Regions from separate parts of the Zea mays genome. Here regions 1 and 3 are each linked to region 2. A link is a contact called in public Hi-C data. All regions are on one chromosome and are shown on one strand. The core of a region is the stretch at or near the end of the contact, and the rest is flanking DNA. Distances in the headings are between cores, read along the strand shown.

Region 1 (4,026 bases), core at 942-3,441, 790 kb after region 2:
TTTTAGCAGTATCTAATGCATGTGTGTCAGAAGATCCCACATCATTGTTTCATAGTACAGCTTTTGGGCCTGAAAAAATAATATATATGCACCATCCAGGTAGTTTTAAATTATACGAAAACATCATATTCATGTATTCCTCAACTGACGGCAGGGTTTACAATTGTAATCAACAAAAAATTGATTACACGGACCAATTTTCGTACTATTTTCCACTGTACCCATCTGACATGACTATGCAACAACTGAATGACTCAGCTGCCGATGTCACCATTCACTATGCTGTCTTTTCATCATTAACTAAAAAAGACAGCCAACCAGCAGAATATCAAATATTCTACACAAGGTGCTGCATGACATCAACAAATGATTTCATTACTTGGTGTAAACAATGCACTTTCCAACGCACCTTCCAATATACTCAGCTTGATAGGCGAAACAAAACTGAGAACCACATGATACACGATAACATATTGAGGTTGAAAAGCTAAAATACAAAGTATGACAAAATATACCGTAAATCGTGGGCCATTTTCCCCGATAGAAGCAACTAGAGCTTTAAGCTCTGCTTCTTTGGCCATCAGTGACTGACGGAGCTGGGCTCTCTCAGCATTGGCACTATCAACCTTTCTACGGTACACACGCATGCACTCTGTTTCCAGTTCAAGGAACATGCGATCTTTATCTTGTTCACGCTCCCCAATCTCTGTCCATATTTGCTGAAACAAAGTTCACTTGTCAGATGTTCAGACATGACAAAGTAATGTACAAAACAAAGATACAAACTTTACAAACTAGAAAATCTCTGTAAGCACCTGAACACTATTTTTAATCACCACATGCAACTTTACAGAATGCAGTTATGTTTTTCTTTTAAAATGGAGTTTACAGTGATTGTACATGGGAAAGTCGTGGATAATTCCTTGTTGTTAGAAATAATGCTAGTATGCTACCCAGTAACTCATGAAATGGGACACGGCAAGCAACCAAATGACGTGCGTACTTGTGAATCAATGAACAAACAGACTGATCACACGAACCCAAAAAAACAGTTAAGGCTATAGAGCATACAACAAACATCAACGAGATAAAATGGAAATGTGACTTGGCATACAATAAACATCAGTATATGTAGAAGTTCTTTTCTATCTTAATTGAAAGGCAAAGGTCCTGCCACTTACCGTAAAAAACAGAGATGGGGGGTTGTTAAATTTTCAGTTCCCTAGTTATTATTTCCCCCGCATTGAGGAATCAGAGAGCTACATTATCAGAACTACTAGCTCATTCGTTACAAATCCAATTTTGAGCATATCTAGTGCTACTGTGCTAGTTATGAAAATAAATATCAGCATAACATTGCATATTCTTCTTTCTCGTGCTATGTCAGCCAGTGGATACTAGTACCAAGCGCCCCTAATTATACCATTAAAGGGTTACAGTATCGATCCTATTTCGAGCCTTCTTGTCCTCCAAATCCATTCGCCCTTCGAACAATTATAATCAGCGGAGAGAAGTAAACACATGTATCCCCCTTTGCTTCTTAAAAAAATATAGAGAACAAGACGACACACACTCAATGGTTGAGCCATTAAAGCTCAAATGATAAAAGCCACAAGCAGCAGAATCAACAGATTTCCAGCTGCTCTTTCAAAAATCGTAGCACCTCTTCAAAGGCTCGTGTCTTGAAAATTGATGGACACGTCAGAATCTCGAAATGACGAGAAAAACTGAAACTTTGTTCTTGTGAGAGAAAAAACAACCCGCAAATTCCTCAGAAGCAAGGAAGCACTCCATTATTCCTGAATCCTTGATTCAGACAATTACCAAATGTTCCGAAGGAACAAGAAAATCAAGGACACGGCGAACAAACAACCAAAGCACATTCCCTTCTCGGGGGAGAAACGCACCTCAAGCTCGCGCAGCAGCGCGCCGCATGGCGTGTCGAAGCTGACGCTGGCCCGCAGAGCCTTGTCCATGCCATACCCGGCCACGACCATCTCGCCCATATCTCTCCTGCTTCTTTCTCTCCCGCCCAGGGAGAGAGAAGAAGCAACTGGAAACAAAGCAAGCACCTTTCTAGTGTCCCTCGCTTTCTTCCTCCTCTCGCCCCTCCCTGTCCTTGCTTCTTGCTCTTGTACCAATGGCAAGGACTCCCAACTCCAACACCGCTTGACAACCACCCTGGTTCCAGAGAGGGAGGGGAAGAGAGAGGCAGATAGACCGGCAGCGGTGGTTGCCTGGTTATATATGGATCTCACTCGGAGTAAAATTGGGCAACGGAAGGGGATGGAGGTGAAACGGGCGATTGGGCGAGGTAGGAGACGAGGAGAGGACTTGTTTGTGAATAGCCAACAATTATTGGGTTGCTTTTGGCTGCAATGAGCCAATGAGAGGTACGGACGAAGTAACCAACAAAAGCAAAACTGCTTGTTCTCGATGCGGTTTTGGGAACTGGTTGCCACAAGATTTGCCTTTTTCTGCTTGGGTTTTCAGGAGTGTTTTGTCATCAGTATGTGGTGACAAGATCTGAAGTCTTGTGAGTATATACGCAGGGCACTGTGCTATGTTTTGTCTTTTACCGATTACTGTTCTGTTGTACTGCTGTAATTTTTTCAGTTTTCTGTGTTTTTTTCTGCAAAAAATAACTGATTTCTGTAAAACAAGAGTATTTCTATTTTTACTCTCTAAATTATCATTTAAAGAGTCATTTACATAAAAATTGTCTTCTATATCTTTTTAATATCCAACAACCTTTTTATATTTTATTTGCATTCTAGAGAGCTATTCGCGAGAAACTCGGAATAGAAAATGACTATATTTATATAGCCATTTAGATAATTATTGGAGAATATTTTTTATAAAAATCTCTATTTATATAGATTAGAAAGAATATAGACTCTTGGAGTGCTCTACGTCTCTATTTTGGTAGAGCTCTAGATCTAAAATGAATCTAGAAAATAGATTTTTTTAGAGCTGGTCACCTATAGCTATAGCTATAGAAAATTCTAGATTTAGAACTGCAAATCTGTTCCGGTTGTGTTTATCAGAGATCTAGCTCTAAGAAACTATAATTTTTTTTACATATTTGAATTACTTTAATTTGGTCTATAAACTATAGCCTCGAGCTAGAATTGTACCAAATTGGTTCTAAAGTTACATGACCCATTCTTATTTATATTTTAGATTAAATAAAAACAAACCATTTTAATTAGTCTAAAAACTACACAGCCAGCATATAGCTTGGAGTTACGTTACAATATACGTACCGTCAGTTCTAGAGAAGGTAAGGTATCTACCACTCCATGAGATCAGTGAATTTTTCGTTGGGCTTCAAATTTATGCCAAATAGTGTCCAACCAAACACAGCTAGTACTTTAGATGGACCACTATGTTGCATCTTACACTTGAAGCTACAACTAGGATCAGTGGTCCAGCATCGCATCTCGTGTGCGCAATCTGAACCGTCCAAGTTTATCGACCTAATCACCTCGCTTCATCGTAAACCAGATCTGCAATGCAGCAATCACAGTGAGTACTAAATGAAGGGTGCTCTTTTTTTTCATCAGGCTCACAGTTCCTACGTACCGAGACCGTTAGGCAATAATCACATCACATATATATATATATATATATGCAGATAAAGAGTTGACTGGAAAACTGCTTGTGTTCTTGAGAGTTTACTACTCCATGCGACCCTGTGACTACTAGTAAGAATTCTGAACCTAAGAGATCCACATGCACAGTATGAAGATTAAGCAGCGCCCATGTGATGATGAGGTCAACCTCAATAGATTAGGAAAAGCTTTTGAGTTCAAAAGTTTAAAGGTGGCTTAAGTAATGCAGCAGTGGATCCAGATTCCTGAGCACTTCTACTTCCATTCCTTCCTCTTTCCAGTCTCCTCGTCCTCACAGCGAAGTGCACATTTTTTTTTTTTGATAATGGAAACATGAGTTCCGGCTTTAGCATGGTAATGCGTACAGCCAACACAAGACAATTATTACATCCGAGAAACGTTGCATAGATAA
Region 2 (4,332 bases), core at 318-2,817:
ATTCATAGCTAATGTGTCAACTATTTTAGGACAGATGCAGTAAATAACAAGAACGGTATTGAGGCAATTAAGTTGGTATATACTAGCAAGGCTAAGATAAAAGAAATCTCAGTTATTTAAACAAATATCGAGTAAGGAAAACCTAAGGATCAAAAAATAAGACCAAAATTGCAAAAAAAAAAAGTCTTGTGTATGATTGAAACCTGTTTTCTCTATGAGCGCAGAATTCTATTTCATTCAGGAGAAGGAAAAAAATCTGCTATCCTTCAAGATATTCAGTAAAAGGGTGGCGAATAATAGGCACTAGCCACTAGGCAGATCCAGAACGTCGTACTCCATATAGATACTGCAATTAGAAACAGGCTGGTACTGTATAATATCCATGTTTCAATCCTACATAATACTAAGTATTCCAACTTCAGTCAAAGATCCAAAAGATAATACAGAGATCAAAGCTGTGGAGTGAGTGCAGACTGCAGAGCTGCAGGCCCCAGAAAAAAGAGGAAAATAATGAACCATATGCAATCACGGACGCACAGTTAAAAAAATTACTTTAGTTTCAGGGAGAGAAAGGTGCCCCAGGGCCAGGAGGCCAGGAGGCCAGGACACTGCCTGCTACGTGGTATCTGTAAAACTCGTTTGCATGCCTGCTGTAGAACATAAGAAAGTAACAACGTTATCTTTCGGGATTTGGACAAAAACAAACACCATGTTCCATAGCTTCACGGTTGGATGTACAGAGAATCCAACAAACCACCTAGAAGGCCAGAGCCATGACCAGAGAACAAAGTCACAAACACGCCGAAAAGGTAATTCCTCCACCAAATATGTAGAGAATATAAGCTATCTATTTTACAAAGAAACATGCACACAAGAAGCACCAAGTGATAGTGAAGTCACGAGCTGTTCAATCATAAAAGTAAGGGAAATCCTAGGAACCCAGAAAAGTCTGCGGAGGATCAAGAATAAGTGTCCGGGTCATCCACAGAAGCATCGAATAATCTACGACAACTCCAGAATCTAGGTTCAAAAGCACATCAATCATATCACCAGGATAGTCTGTAGATAAAGTGCCCGATAGTAACGCCAGCTTTGATGCACAATTACCAGATTAAGAAAATGAAACGCCTATAAAGATTGTAGGGACAGAGTGAACCAACCAACGGCAAAGGAAAACAACCCAAGAATGCGGCGAGTGGCTGGGATCACGGGTTGAACCTTCGAGGAGGCCCTTGGAGCGGGAGAAGTCGACGTGCGACGGGCGCTCGGGGTCGACGGCGTCGAGCACCTTCTTGGGCAACCGCGACACGAACTCCCCGCGCATGGACGCGACGGAGTTGCGCCGCCGCCCAGGCCCGGCCAGGAGCGGCGCCCGCGCGTCGTCATTCTCCCCGCACCCGTTCGCGTCCATCCCTCGCGCCCCCTACGCTCTGCTCGACTGCTCCTCCCTCGGTCGCCGCCTCGCCTCGCCTCGCCTACCCCTCGCGATTCCGTCGCGGTCGTGTGTTCTCCTCCCCCGCCCGTCCGCGTCCGTCCTGCCGCCTAGCTCAAGTAGGGTGGGAAATGGCAAGGACGCCCCGTACCCGCGCGTTCTGCGCCGCGCGGTCGCGCTCGCGCCTGCCTATAAAACGTGGGCTGTGCCGGGACTGGGAGGCGTAACGCAAAACGGGCACGGGCGGGGTCGGCGCACGGCTCCTGCACCGCGAGATCGCGCGGCCGACGGCTCAGATCGTACTGCCAGAACCGTTGGCGCAACCGGTGTCTTCAGATTTGTTTACGCATATCTATACGTCGACATAAAATAAATTTAGTAACGTTATCGTTTATTTCTAGTGATATCTGCTCCCGCGTCCACGACTCCACGTCCACCGGAAAGGAATCATTCTTCTATTAAGCTCGCGTCCACCGGATTTCTTTTGATACGAATGTCTGATCTGACGAGACCACACGTACGCGTCCGATTGATGAGATTTCGTCTAAAATCCATGGCTACTAAAAGAAAAAAAATATTATATCAAAGACAAATCGCAAAGTTCAATTGTGTGGACGTCTTTTTCTTTTAGCCTAAGTGAGTTTTAGTTTCTGTGCATGTGCGTTTCTCTATTCGACACGATAATAGGTTTAAACCTTTCGTTTCATAAAAGATGGCTTGAACTTTCGCCAGGCATTGTCTTTTTGTACACTAGATTTAGTACAATGAGTTTGCGTTTCAATCTCAAAATAAATTAAAAAAATGTTAGCACGCTGCACGCAGCTAGCAGGATGGCACAACGCTAAGGGCCGAGGTCCAAGGTACATGTAGATCTATACGGTTCTTGGCTAAGAACCGAACCGGACGGCACAACGCTACCCTGAATATGTACAGACGAAATGGTAATCAGACTGGTCCACTGTTTCCATGTCCTGTTTCTCAAGAAGGAGGCGTATAGGAGCCCTTGTTGCCAGCTCTACAGACTGCAGACAGCAAACAAGTGCCCTGCTCTCACCTATGATTTTTTTTCAAGATGCGCACACTCCACGATCACAGAGACACATCCAAAAATTCGTCAAGCTATTGATCGTGTTCACTTGCTCGGGATCGTTTCTCTTACGATGCATGTTTGATGTGCATATTTCTCTGGAAAAATACAAAGTACGCTTTCAATTTCAGACTAGATCAACATAGTTAGCATCCAGTCCGTTCTAATAAATATAAGCAGGCAGTCCACACATGATGTTTTCAGCTTATAATGACTGGACGGTGTCAGTGTCACCTAGGGGAGGGAGGAAGATCCCGACAACAGCAAGCGTCATTGCCGTCTGCTACACGCCTTGTCCGATCGACCCGGACCGGGAGTTTCCCGGGCATTTCCACCGTCGTTGTCTGTAATTTATCGATATTGTTCGGCGCAGTTAAATTGAAAACGGCTGAGATTTGTCGAAAGCACAGAAGTTGAAAACGTAACATACCGTCCTTGTCTGAAATTTATCGATATTGTTCGGCGCTTGTCTTCTTCAGAACCGAGCCAGCAAGACTGCAAGAGCTCCATCTAAACCGATGAGAACCGTGCTAGAATAGAATGGCATTATTTAAAAAAAAATATGAAGGGAGCTAGTATTTGACTATTTGCCTCTTGTTCATCACACGATCCGTGCGTCTAGATAGTTTTCTCGCTTCCTTTTTATTATAATGCGTTGGTTAAGGTCAATCTAGGCAAGGTTTCATCGTCGAGCAGCATTATCCAAATGGCATCGTCGTCTGAACTAGCACTAGCAGGCTGGCAATCATTTTTCTGACGAGATCAAAGCATTGCCAACCAGCCGTGCATTTGATATTGTGTAAAGAAACAATTCAGTAGGCTTTGCATACAACCTGTTGAGGCCTTGATTGCCGCCGTAATCCCTGTTATTGCAGTTGGCTGCTCTAATCCCTGTTGTTGCAGTTGACCTAATTTTGGAAACCCCGAGCTATCTAATGGCCAGCTGCTGTTCTCATAAACCTACTATTGGGCTGGCGTTTACTAGACCGGAGCGGAGAGTCATCGGTGGGGGGAAAAAAACTTAACGAACTACTCAAATATTGTTTGTGGGCAGGGGTGATAATGAACTCTAAATTGTATGCTATAAAATTGAAGAATCGAATCGGATTAAGATCGAACTGTATTTCTATTCATTTTTTAATTAATATATTTTTAGGGACCTAACGAATTATGAATAAACATTTGTATCGCGGTACATTACTACCCATATTTGCAGGTTGGTATAGATCCTCTACACTAGCAGATTAACAGTAACCAGGATAGAATTAATCTTAATCGTCTAATCGCGTCTTTGATTGGGGAATCGATTTTATACACCATAGATTCTAACACATTTTTGTAACCCTGCTATAGCCTAAACTAGCAAAGATCGTTTGTGATTTTGCTAGCTATGTGGCATCAAAGAAAAAGTTCAGGCACACTGAGATAGTTTATTCAGGGCCTCCATTTGTCACCATTTGAGATTCAGAGTACTCAGCGAACCACAAATCAATTCGTGAGTAGAATAAATAACTGGGTAGCAAAAGTCAGACCATGTTTGCAACCGCTCGCATAGTCCGACTCAGAAAAGGCCATTTGAGTTTTTGCTAGCAGCAAGGATAAATGTACGGTGTGTTTGGTTTAAGGAATTATTCTATACCTCAAAATTGATGAAATGGGGTCTATTTTAAGAGAACATATCTTGTGCACATGAAAGTTTTGTGCATATGGTGCACATATTAAATCTGCACCACTTATTTTAGATTTAACATCTCTAGTTGTTTGTGTATTTTGTTAAAGACATCCTCCGACGTGATGGAAGGTGTTATTTGTA
Region 3 (4,211 bases), core at 630-3,129, 770 kb before region 2:
CCAGTATTATGCAGGAGAATTCCAAACTATGAGCTACGAAAACAAAATAAAAAGGTCTCCAGTTAATGTTCATAATTTAACATTTTTCTAATATATGAAATATGAAACACAACTAAATGCCATATGCAGTAAGTTCCTCCTGACATCATGTATTATTTGAGCTATAACTACTTTGTTCTTGACATAGATAAAAGAGTTAAGTTGCTTGTAATAAACTCATAGCCTGTGTTATTTCAAGTTACAAAAAAAACATGTTACAGGTGAAATATGTATCCAATTCGGAAGTATCATAAATAGCAAATCCAGCAAAGATCCTGTGTAAACTGGACTGTCCTTGCAAGCTCTTGATAGCCACATAAGTGTGAACCAGATAACAAACTATTATTTTACATGCAGTTCAATAGGAAGCATGGTCACCTTTCGTAAAGAAGACTATAGTTCATCCCGGTGAGGTCAGGGTTATTTTATACTGAAGTAAAGACGTCTATCAACACAAAATACATTGCAATGCTTGAGCTCTCAGTGAATAGAAATAACCCCCAATAGTAACCGATCACCCCCCTCAGACAAGAGGAGGACACAAGCATGTTTTACATATATGCAGAGGAAAAACAGAGCATCTGAGCTCAGCATGTTAGTTTTTTATTACAAAAACACTAAATGAGGAAATACCTAATAAATGGATAGATAGACAGTGGTCTCGGTTTTAGGTTACCTTCGAAGTATATCACCTGACCTAGGGTGCATGCAGACAACCAGTTGCACTGTGGGATCTAATCATTCGTGTATGGTGCCGATTTTAGTTCCTCATTGTCGCTTGGTTTATCTGGGAGGTTTGCTCCCTGAGAGAAAGAACAAAAACAAAAGGAACCTAAAAGAATTTCTGTTATTACATCCACCGTATGGGTTGTAATATACTATGTCTGTTTCATTGGTTCATTGGTTTTTTTAGGTTTATGGCACGATGATTCATCTCAGAGTTTCTGATTCTTATGTTTTGTCACAAGGGCAAGACGACAAGTCATTTTGCTGCTAAAGTGTTAATATGCAAACTGTGTGTTTGATCAGGCGAGAATTTTTCCACCGTTTTTGTAAGTAATGACTTGTTGTGAAACCGACATTTGGGCTATATGATGCAGTAGTTTGTGTTGCCCTACAAAAGCACATAGTTGAATGTACATGACTTACCTCAAAAACTTGTAATTTACACTATAATGTATAGATATGGCGTCTTCAATAAATACTGAAATGATTTTTGTTTATACGATGGATTATATAATGTGTTTCCTAATTCGTTACACTATTGAGAGACATAAGGATTATTAAATGTACTATGTAACTTGAACCATCTGACTCTATAAGCTTCGGTACATTGACAACCATACAATGCCAAAGCACTGAAATATGTGGGGTCCTCAGCTGCATATGCAACATAATGCATTCACCGGTGGTGGAATCCATGCAACCTATAAATTTTTTGACAGTGTTTTCTCCTATGCTCCGATTTTCTTGGGAATTGATAGGTCCTTGTTATTTGCATTGCTTGGATTCTTTGCTCCACATAATCTGTTCTTGCTTCTATATAAAACCACTGAATGGGACTTCTTTTTATCTTTTTCGCTTTATTCTTCTGACATTGGTTATGTCCTGCAAAATATAACTGCATGGCACTCTATTCTTGGTGTCCACCATTTGATTATAAATGCTTTTTTGTTACATGCTCACAAATTGTTATTATTGTACTTGAGCTTTGCATGTCGCAGACTTAAGCATAGTTCGAGATGAAAGGACTATGTTGAATCCACATGGAGTAATGCATGCTTTGAGTTTGAATGTTGGTCACTTCAATCTGACCAGACAACAGGTATAATATTTACTTCTCTATCTTGTTTTCATTTTTTAGTATTGCATTAGATGTGCAGTCATCATAAGAACTAATTTTCCTTATAGGATGCTTCAGAAGCTTTTCTCCATCTTCTGATCTCATTGAGGGATGAATTTGCCCATTGTTATGTACCACATAGGAGTTCTCTGGCAGACATCACCCTTTCTGACTCCAAAGTATACAAGCAAAGGGAAGGTAACCTGCCTGAATGCAAGCGGTGGAAACAAAACCTATTTGGCCCCTTTGATGGGACAGTTGGCAGCATATTGTCTTGCAGAAACTGTTCTTCTGTGGTAGATTCCTAATTTCCTATGCTTCTTATTCTGTCACTGTTGAACTGTGGCTTATAAAAAAGTAACCTACTGTTGTCTTTCATATATGAATGCATTTGGTTCCGGATATACCACTGGATACATAGATATTGACACGATGTCCAGTGCATGCCCCTACCTTTCCTAGCCGTGGTAAAATTAAAGAATTATTATTATGGAAGTAATTTAGCCAACAACAAGTGATGCTATTTTCATATTGCCAATCAGTTATTTTGCGCATTTTGACAGTTAGCTTAAAATACTCCTGTTTTGTTAATTTTAATGTTCTCCCTTGTTACATATCTCACAGCTGTCATTGGACTTCGAGAATTTCCACTGCTTGCCTCTTTTGCCAGTCCTTAATGCAAATGGAGATATTGTATATCCGCGTCAACCTTCCTAAATTTCCTTGGATGATTCAAGTTTTTTTTTAAAAATATTCATTCGCTGTCCATTTTATGCTCATTAATGGTATTTTTGTTTGTTACATTTATCCTATGTCATGACACTAGACCAGTGGGTGTAGCTTGGTGGATTGCCTAAAGTACTTCACTGTGGTGGAGCATCTTGACAACTATCGTTGTGACCGGTGTTGGCACATCATTGCTGCCAAATATCTTTCTCTTAGATCAGAAGTTGATGAGGTAATTATGTTCAACTTTGTATTAATTATCACTGCACTGGAAATTCTATTGCGCCCTTTGCAATGTTGAGTATGACAACTACATTGATAACTGTTACAGGAAAAGGTTAGCAAAGCTTCAATCCTGTTTTGACTATGGCACTTGCAGTTGCAGGGATATGTTCCCCCTGGAGTCACTGCCATGTTCATCATCTTCACGAGCAACAAAGCAGCTGATTATCAGTCAGTGCCCGAAGGTATCCAAAATTTAAGTACTCGTTGAGACTCACATCAACTGTCATAAAATTAAGTAACACCTCAGTTGTTTCTCATCCAAATACCAGTGGAGACAAAGATGTGACTTCGGATAACAAATCTCAGCATGGATCTTCAGAATTACCTCCTAGAGCTGAATTTATTGGCAACAAACAAATGACAGTAGAAAGGTACAAGGCGCATCCTGGACATGTTAATTACATCCTAGGAAGAACAGAAAGGATATGTGATTGTTGAAGGAGCGCATCTAAGCCTTAACTTTGTGGTACATATTAGCCAAGTAATGGTGCAGGAGTATTTCATAAAATTGTAGGGCGCCCGCAAGGGCGCCTTATGTTCTAGTATCTTGAAAAAATGCATCGTGTAGGCGTTCTGCCGGCCGCCGGCTAGGGTTACGGGTTACCTGCACGAGGTCCGTCGCGTCTCGGTGGTGTCCGTGCGAGGAGAAGCCGAGGGGGCGAGGGGGTGTACCTGAGTGGGCCGGCATGGCAATGAGGAAGTTTAGAGGACAGGCCCAAACATCGTTTGGGCTACAATGACTCAACGAGCAAACCTGGTAAAATTCATGACTGGACCTTTAAGATTTATTCCCCCACTATTTATTAGTGAACCTTTGAGATTTATTCTAAAATTTATTGTTAAGTAAATGACTCAAATCTGGTAAACTACAATAGTATCTTATCATCTATTTTATCTTCATTAGCATCTGCTTTTAACTTTGTTGATTTTCAAATGTACCAGTACTACTTGTATGTGTGTGTCCAATTTTATTATAGTTTATTAGAAAGACCTAATAAAATGGAGGGAAAAAATCTAAGATAATGTGCCTATCTCTAACATTCCGGTCCCTTGCCGGAACGGAATGCAGTCATAGATGTGCTTTGATGTTCGCAATTATAGAAGGTCAATAGTGTCGGGCTAATCGGACCGGCCCGGAGCACGGTACGGCCCGTAGTGCCTGGGCACCACACGACACGGGTGGAGCCGGACCCGTGCCGGCACGGCCCTATGGCTAGTGTCGTGCCTGGGCCGAGTGCCGAGCACGCTGGGCTAGCACGGGCACGGTCCGATTAGCTCTAAAGCACGATTAAGCACGATTATGCATGATTAGACCCAA

The links. Hi-C and Micro-C count contacts between places; a contact is called where the count stands out from the background.
Region 1: a contact with region 2 is called in a Hi-C map of ear, with 1.7 times the contacts expected there. The contact joins the promoter of LOC100280300 here to the promoter of LOC100381541 in region 2. A contact is called at or near these places in 2 of 25 Hi-C or Micro-C datasets (ear and endosperm).
Region 3: a contact with region 2 is called in a Hi-C map of tassel, with 2.4 times the contacts expected there. The contact joins the promoter of LOC103633186 here to the promoter of LOC100381541 in region 2. A contact is called at or near these places in 2 of 25 Hi-C or Micro-C datasets (ear and tassel).

What each region holds. Positions count from the first base shown.
Region 1 is chr1:31,841,279-31,845,304 of Zm-B73-REFERENCE-NAM-5.0, forward strand. LOC100280300 reads right to left here and starts at 2,192. Exons shown (of 12, transcript NM_001153227.1): 1 at 1,908-2,192; 2 at 516-719. The coding sequence starts at 2,006.
Region 2 is chr1:31,047,397-31,051,728 of Zm-B73-REFERENCE-NAM-5.0, forward strand. LOC100381541 reads right to left here and starts at 1,568. Exons shown (of 7, transcript NM_001174369.1): 1 at 1,219-1,568. The coding sequence starts at 1,411.
Region 3 is chr1:30,272,470-30,276,680 of Zm-B73-REFERENCE-NAM-5.0, forward strand. LOC103633186 (ubiquitin carboxyl-terminal hydrolase 27) reads left to right here and starts at 1,880. Exons shown (of 4, transcript XR_002749369.2): 1 at 1,880-2,178; 2 at 2,507-2,575; 3 at 2,709-2,840; 4 at 2,940-3,674.